Linked DNA regions of Sus scrofa: region 1 is linked to region 2. Evidence: chromatin contacts called from public HiChIP or PLAC-seq data. All regions are on one chromosome and are shown on one strand. The core of a region is the stretch at or near the end of the contact, and the rest is flanking DNA. Distances in the headings are between cores, read along the strand shown.

Region 1 (3,792 bases), core at 701-3,200, 78 kb before region 2:
TGCCATATGCCATTAAACAACAACAACAACAACAACAACAAAAACAAAACAAAAAAAAATTCCTCTTGTTTAAAAGCAATGTAATTGTTATTAATAAAAGCAAAACAGAAGAATGACTACCTTGTATAAATACATTCTCAGAGATAAATATTTGTATAAAATGTTATCACAGGAGAACTAGCATGGTCTGCTGGATCCTCCCCTAGAACTCAAATCTGGAGACAGAATATCAATGGAGGTTGATAAATCTAAAAACTATATAAAGGCTGTAAAAACCGGAGTTTCTGCTATGGTGCAGTGGGATCAGCAGTGTCTCTGCAGTGCTAGGACACAGGTTCAATCCCTGGTCTGGCAAAGACGTTAAAGGATCCAGTGTTGTCACAACTGTGGCTAGGATTTGATCCCTGGCCCAGGAATTCCATAAGCCATGGGACAGCCAAAAGAGGAGAAAAAAAAAAACCTCCGGTGAAAACTCTCTTGATCTCTAAGCAATAGCAGACCGTGAATGGAAGGGCGGAGGTGGAATGTGGAAGAGGGCCAGTGTCAGGGAGCCAGGGCAGACTGGGGCAGGGTTTAGTTGGACTCTTTTATTGCCTTCAAAATATCATTATCCATGAGGGGGCCTACTGCTAATAGCATAGTTTCTGGATTCAGATTGCCTGTGTTGGATTCTTGGGCAAATTATTAAACTTCCCCCCACCTTGGCTTCCTCATCTGTAAAACCTCACAGGGTTGCTGTGAACATTAAATGAGTTAATTAAAGTGTTAAGTACTGTTCCTGGCACAAAAAAGAGCTGAGTAAGTATTAATTAGTAATGATACTACTGCCCACTGTAAGGGAAATAATAAGTTAAAAAATAAAATAGCCACAATACCTCAAGTGGGTATCCTAGTATATCACAGCAGCTGATGACTAGAATAGGAAACAATAGAGAGAGGCATACCCTGCTGATGGCCCTTTCATATTCTAATTAGATGATCATAATCCAGGGAATTGAAGAAAATTTATGAAATTCAACATTAATAGACTAAAGTAATAAAAAAACCCAAAAAACTCACTACATGAACATTTTAACAGATTAAAAAAAAGCATTTCAGAGTCCAAAAACAATTTAGGATTAAAAAAAAAACTTTAAAAATAAGGAATAGAAGGGACATCTCTTATCTTTAAAGAAGACGTGTATCAAAACCTACTCAGTAAGCACTAGATTTGATAATGAGTGTTACGTATAAGTCTAAGATTGGAACCAAAACATACATCATCACTTCTATCTGCTCCCATTCACGTATCTTAGAAGATAACTTTTAAAACACTGAATTGACAACTCCAACTGTGATGCTATATGAGTAATATACATCCTGAATATATTGTAATATTGTTAATCTGGATCAGATAACACCTGCTCTCAGTTTATTTATTTTTTTATATTTTTTTTTGTCTTTTTGCCTTTTTCTGGGGCCATGCCCGTGGCATATGGAGATTCCCAGGCTGGGGTCGAATCAGAGCTGTAGCCGCCAGCCTATGCCAGAGCCACAGTAACAGCAAGGTGGGATCCGAGCTGCATCTGCGACCTGCACCACAGCTCACGGCAACGCCAGATCCTTAACCCACTGAGCAAGGCCAGGGATCGAACCTGCAACCTCATGGTTCCTAGTCGGATTCGTTAACCACTGCGCCACGACGGGAACTCCACACCTGCTCTCAGTTAAAAAAAAAAAAAAAAAAATCTTAATAAACTTTAGAAAAACTGTGTTTTGATCAGGACTTGGTCTTAAATTACTATTGTGACTTCTGACAAGTCATTTTCCTGAGCCTCAGTTTTCTCCTTTATAAAATGGGAAGAGATAGTAACTAGACAATCTTTAGGGTCCTTTTCAGTAGCAACATAAGTTGTACAAGACTAGAACTGTAAAGCCCAAATCCAGAACACAATAGCAAATTGACCTGGAATTGCCACTAGATGGTGTCCCGCTCCATAGTACCATGCATGTCATCAACTATAGTCCACAAAGCCAAAGATATGATTAGTGCATTTGACAGGTACCCACGGCTAAGAGAGTACGGGACTCTCTGATTAGATCACTAATTCTTTCAAAACTAGTATCATCAAAGTTAATGGTTGGGTTAAAAGATGAAGGAAACTAGGAATAGGAAGTATGGAAATATTTAAAGAAACAGTCTTTTAAGAGGTATGCTGACCATGGAGAGGGAAGGTAGGAGAGTATTTAAAAACATGGCTTCAAAGAGAAGCTTTATGGGTGGAAAGACACTGGAAGAGGATAAGAGTAAACGTAACAATAACATCAAATCTAATAATATTAAATAACTTTTAGAGTTGTCTCAGCAAATTTAAGTCACCAAATTAACTACCTCTTCTATCCCTTTTAATACAGAAAGCGGTACCCTAAAAATCAGGCATTTTGTTACAGTTACATCATGTGTGCTTTAAAATGTTCTATTTCCTATTTTGTCATGCTTAAAAGTTAGTTTATAATTTAAATAAAAATATAAGCCAGACAAAATTTATGTAACCATTGTTAATTCTGACTAACATTTTCCACTAAAATATAAGTTGAGTATATATCTCTCTAAAAAGGAAGAGCCCATGAAACTCTTTCAAATAAGAGTGAATAACAATTACTCCAAAAAAAGAATCTGGATATTAAAAACCAAGAAAACAGCAAACAATATTATCTAACAACTTAGACCAATGAACATACCTGCAAACTATCATGAAAAGTGTGTAATGAGGTGATTTGCTGGATTCTACTGAGAGTCATTTAAATAATGTTAAGCTAGACTTCTAGCACAATCAAAACAGCTTAAAATACTAAAGAGGGTTCAGGTGACTAAGGTACTAAGACCAAGAGAGGTTATTGGTTCAAGATCAGGAGTTACGATGCCTTTTATTCCTTGGGAGAGGCTGACATTTCATCCATCATCAAAGTTTGTCACCCAAAGCGCTATTATTTAAACGGACAGTCGAGCCCTTTATGTAGCTATAGCATAAAAACGATTTTAAAAATTCTACCAAGAGTTTTATAAAACTGGCTTTCAGGCCTGTGGATTATAGCTTTGTTTATGAAAACACTTTAAAAATCAAACTGTTTTTGAGATCCTGAATTTAAATTCCGTAAGGTCTCAGGTTTTGCTATTTTATTCCAAAAAAAGTTTCCTATGTATTGTATACTGTGGGAATGCCTTCCTATAAGTCTATTATTTTTCTTTACATTCTACTTACCTGGTCATACTCCAAGGCTCCTGGGTAGAGAGGCCATCCAAGGAATAATTCTGCAATCACGCATCCCAATGACCACATGTCTATGGCTTCACAAAATGGCAACCCCAATATAATCTCTGGAGCTCTGAAATTAAAAACAAAAAATATGAGTGGTTTTCTTTAAAATTTATCTGATTTCATCTGATATTCTAAGAATAATTTGTAAAATGACAAAGGAATCACCTATTTATAGTAACTCTTCATTTTTAAGAACTCTTTGAAATCCAGCCATAATCCTGAATTGAATTTAAAATGTTGTTATGAATACAACATTGCTATGATAAAATATCTATAAATTTGAGTTTTTATTAACATGACATTTAAAAAAGGAAAAAGTAGTTCCCCCTGTGATGCAACACAATTGGCAGCGTCTTGGAAGCCCTGGGACACAGGTTCAATCCCCGGCCTGGCAGAGTTGGGTTAAGGATCCCGTGTTGCCACAGCTGTGGCTTTGGTCACAACTATGGTTCAGGTCTGATCCCTGGCCTGAGAATTCCATATGCCACGGGCA
Region 2 (3,510 bases), core at 658-3,157:
AATCCTTCCACTTCAGTAACTAACAAGGAAATACCTAAAATAGAAAGAAAAAAAAAATCAGCCGATCTCCAACTACTAACTAGAAGGTACACATAAATACAAGCACAAACTGGTTTACCAGCTAACTTTTCTGGCCCTAGACCAAAGAGACATCAAATAAAGCTGACAATAGAACCAACCATAAGCTTTCCCTGTAAACTGAACGATAATCTGAAAAACTTCACTGTTACTAATAGAAGCACCTTTGAATTAGTTAGAAGCAGCGAACCGACAGGTGGAAAAATAAATTCCAACAGGGCAGGAAGAGGCTGTGGAAACACGGTTCAAGGACTGAACGTGTTGTGACTGCTCTGTTAACAGGTCCAAGGTAATTTACGCACACACCCTTTAGCGCAATTCCTCAAACCCAGATAAGACTGGGAAACAGCTTTGCCGAGAGCCACATACCATTTTAAAACAGCCTTCTCCCTCTCGACAGGAAAACAGACATAGCTCTCCTCCGAGGTCTTTCCGCGAGTTCTCCCAGCGCCGGGAAGGGAAGCGGACGGCCGCCACCGTAACGAGAGAAGCCGGCAACAGACCCGCCGCGCGGCCGCCACGCCTTCCTCCGGCCGCGGCGGGGGACGCGGAGCGACGGATCACATTTCTCCTCCCCAACAATCACACGCACTCACGTCCCCGGAGTGGACACCCTCCAAACCCGCCGCTCGGCGACGCCGGGGACTGGGCCACAAAGCCCGGGACGCAGCCATCGACCGCGGCGCTCAAGTTGCGTGCGTGCGTGTGTTTGTGTTCGTTCCCCTTAATGAAAGACAAGAGGTCTCCGTAGTGACGGCCCAGGCTACGGTGAGGGAAGAGGCCCCCAGTGGGACTAAACAAAACTTCGGTTGCTGGGAAGAGCCGTTGCGCAACCCTGGCAGGGGGCGGCGGGGGGCCGCCCGGCCTGGCCCAGCCCAAGCGCAGCTTCCCGGAGGCTGCGCCACCGCACGCAGGAACCACGCGCGGCCCCGCGTCCGCGGCCTCGCAGGGGGGGCGCCCGGGCCTCGAGGGAGACGCCTGGACCCGCCACCCCGCGAGGGCCGGGGCGGAAACGCGGAGCACGAGCACGCGGAGCACGAGCGCGCGGAGAACGCGGATGGGGTGCAGTTCGCGCGCCCGGTGCGGGCCGCTCAGGGGATGCCGGGCCCGGCGGGGGTCCGAGGAGAGGTCCGCTGGCCCCTTGACCGCACGCGCGGCCAATGAAGCCAGTTCCCCCGCCCCTAACCCAGGATGGGACGCCCCCCGCCCTGTTCCCTTACCTTCCTAGAGGCCTGCGCTCTCCCCTCGTCGGGCGGCCGCAGCCCTGAGCATGTCCGAGGTGGGTGCGGGGCCGTGCCGGGGACAGGGAGCCAGGCGCTTCAGCAGGCGGCACCACCCAGCCCGGGCTCAGCCCCTCTCCGCGGCCGCTGCCATCTTGTCCTGGCGGCTAAGAAGAAACGGCGAAACACCCTCCCCCGACCGCTGCTGCTGCTGCTCTGGCTGCTGAGCGCCGGGCCCGTCTCCCTCATCTTCTTTCCCAGGGAGATGGGGTGGGGATGGCTCGGCTGGGGCGAGGGGTGGTCAGAGGCCGGCCGGCCGGCCTCCGACTGCTGGGGCCTACGGGCGGCGCGGGGTGCGGGGCCCGCGGCGGTTGAGGCCCATTCCTGACGCCAGGCGAGGAGAAGGAAGACAGCTGGGAGCGGCGGCGACGGCGGGGCCCGCGGCTCGGTATCCTCAGGTCGCCGCGCTGCCGGCAGTCGTCACGGAGGCGGCTGCCGCCGGCCGCCCCAGTCTCGGGCCCCTCCTCTGCGCCCGCCGGCCTCGGTCGCCGCCTCCGCAGCGCCACCGCCCGCCCGGCCGCTCTGCGTGCGGAGCCCGGGCGGCCCAGCTCGGCTCGGGCCGCGGCGCCTCCGCGAAGCCCCTCCCAGGGGCCCGCCCGCCCGCAGCCGCGCCCTTGTAGCTTCGAGCCCGCCTGGCGGCCGGCGTGGGTCCGACCCGCAGCTCCCTCACGCCAGCGCGCCAGCAAAAGCAGCCTCCGCCAACGCCCCCTCTTCTGTTCTGAATCTCACTCTTGGGCCCGCTCCACCAAATATGTGTATTTTTTGAACGATCCTAACCACCAAAGAAAGGATGAAAATGCGGAAGCAGGATTTTACAGGCCTTTCGAAATCCCGTAATCATAGTTTCCCCCTTCTACCCCTTTAGGGTCTGTTTCTTGGCGGTTTTTTTCCTTTTTTTTTAAAGGTTTAATAATAAAGAAAGGGGAAATGTATACAGTGAACAATTCCAGTCGAAAATAAGTCCTACCCGCTCGCCCATCCCAAAGGGTCAACGGTTCGAACTCCAAACCCTCGTACATACATATGAAGTTCACTCACCTCTGCGTTGGTAATTCTCCATCAAGGTAGTCAGTCCCACTCCCAGAGACTAACTAGTTAGCTCCCTCCTGGAAACGAGGAAATCAACAGAATGGCCCATCTCAAACAACGGAATCATAGAACCATAGAATCTTAGGGATGAAAGAACCATAGAGATCCTCGGTCCAAAGTAGGGCGCGGAATCAAACTTCAGGTGACTTGTCCAAGGTTATATAGCCAAGCCCTGGTCTGCACTTCTTTTCCCTAGGAAACAACTGACCTTCTAAATATTTATCATTCATAGTTGATCTTTTTAAATATACCTTTTTTCTCTTCCTTTCTGTCCTGAATTAATGTTTAACGTTTTGGGAACACCTTTCTCTGAGGAATGGAAGTGCCCTCTCTTAGTTTCTTAGAAAATCTTCATTAGGCTTGCCTCTACTGCGCAGGTATTAGTCCCCAGACACTTTCTATAGCCGTAGAGGCAGGGCAAAAGGCGTGGCAAATTGCTGCGTATTTAATTCTACACCTTGACTCCGGGCTGCTTTGCAAGCTGGGAGAAGAGTATTTTGAAGGATGCCTTTAAGGGAAACGGATAGTATGCCTTGAAGCAGTTGGAAGTAGCATTTTCAAAAGAAGGTTGTTTTCAACTTAGGGAGGATAACCAGTTGTAAAGTTTGCCAAAACAGAAAAACAAAACTGTCTGTCTCTCAGAGAGATAGCAGCATGTTAGCCATTCCTTTTTACTTAGTATTTAGTTACTTCTGACTTGTTTAAAAAGCAATAGTTAAAAGAACCAAAAAAAGGATAAAAACATGACTCAAAGAAGAAAGTGACAATAATAGAAAAATCTGTAAGTGAAACAAGGAAAATATTCAACTAGAACTTCAAACCTTCAGAATTTTTGCAAAACATTTATCTGGGTCACCTCTAATGGGAAGCTTCCATTCTCATAAGGCACTGCTACATATATGCAGGAAGCTGAAAAGGGCGAAGGATTTTTTTTTTTTTAACTTTCTATCCTTGGCATTGGCACTATATATACCGCAAGTTCCAGGAGGAGATCCTGTACCAAAAAAAAAAAAAAAAATTTGTTTTTATCATTGTATTGTGAGTCCCCAACACACTGATTTAT

Evidence for each region. HiChIP or PLAC-seq counts read pairs in DNA pulled down with a chosen protein or histone mark.
Region 1: a contact with region 2 is called in an H3K27ac HiChIP or PLAC-seq map of alveolar macrophages. The contact joins the enhancer-like site here to the promoter of HIPK3 in region 2. A contact is called at or near these places in 1 of 5 promoter capture datasets (liver), 11 of 47 Hi-C or Micro-C datasets (embryonic fibroblasts, fetal heart ventricle, heart right ventricle and 5 more) and 2 of 2 datasets of contacts at active chromatin or transcription factors (alveolar macrophages and skeletal muscle).

What each region holds. Positions count from the first base shown.
Region 1 is chr2:27,606,326-27,610,117 of Sscrofa11.1, forward strand. It overlaps HIPK3 (homeodomain-interacting protein kinase 3), which reads right to left. Exons shown (of 16, transcript XM_021083205.1): 3 at 3,243-3,366. Among named protein-coding and RNA genes, the nearest start is that of HIPK3, 78 kb to the right of the region's middle. Within about 2 kb of position 1,951, at least 3 of the 83 cell types and tissues checked have an H3K27ac peak or open chromatin away from gene starts, as enhancers often do. A contact at or near this core is called in alveolar macrophages, where this site is marked.
Region 2 is chr2:27,684,019-27,687,528 of Sscrofa11.1, forward strand. It overlaps HIPK3 (homeodomain-interacting protein kinase 3), which reads right to left and starts at 1,908. Exons shown (of 16, transcript XM_021083205.1): 1 at 1,299-1,908.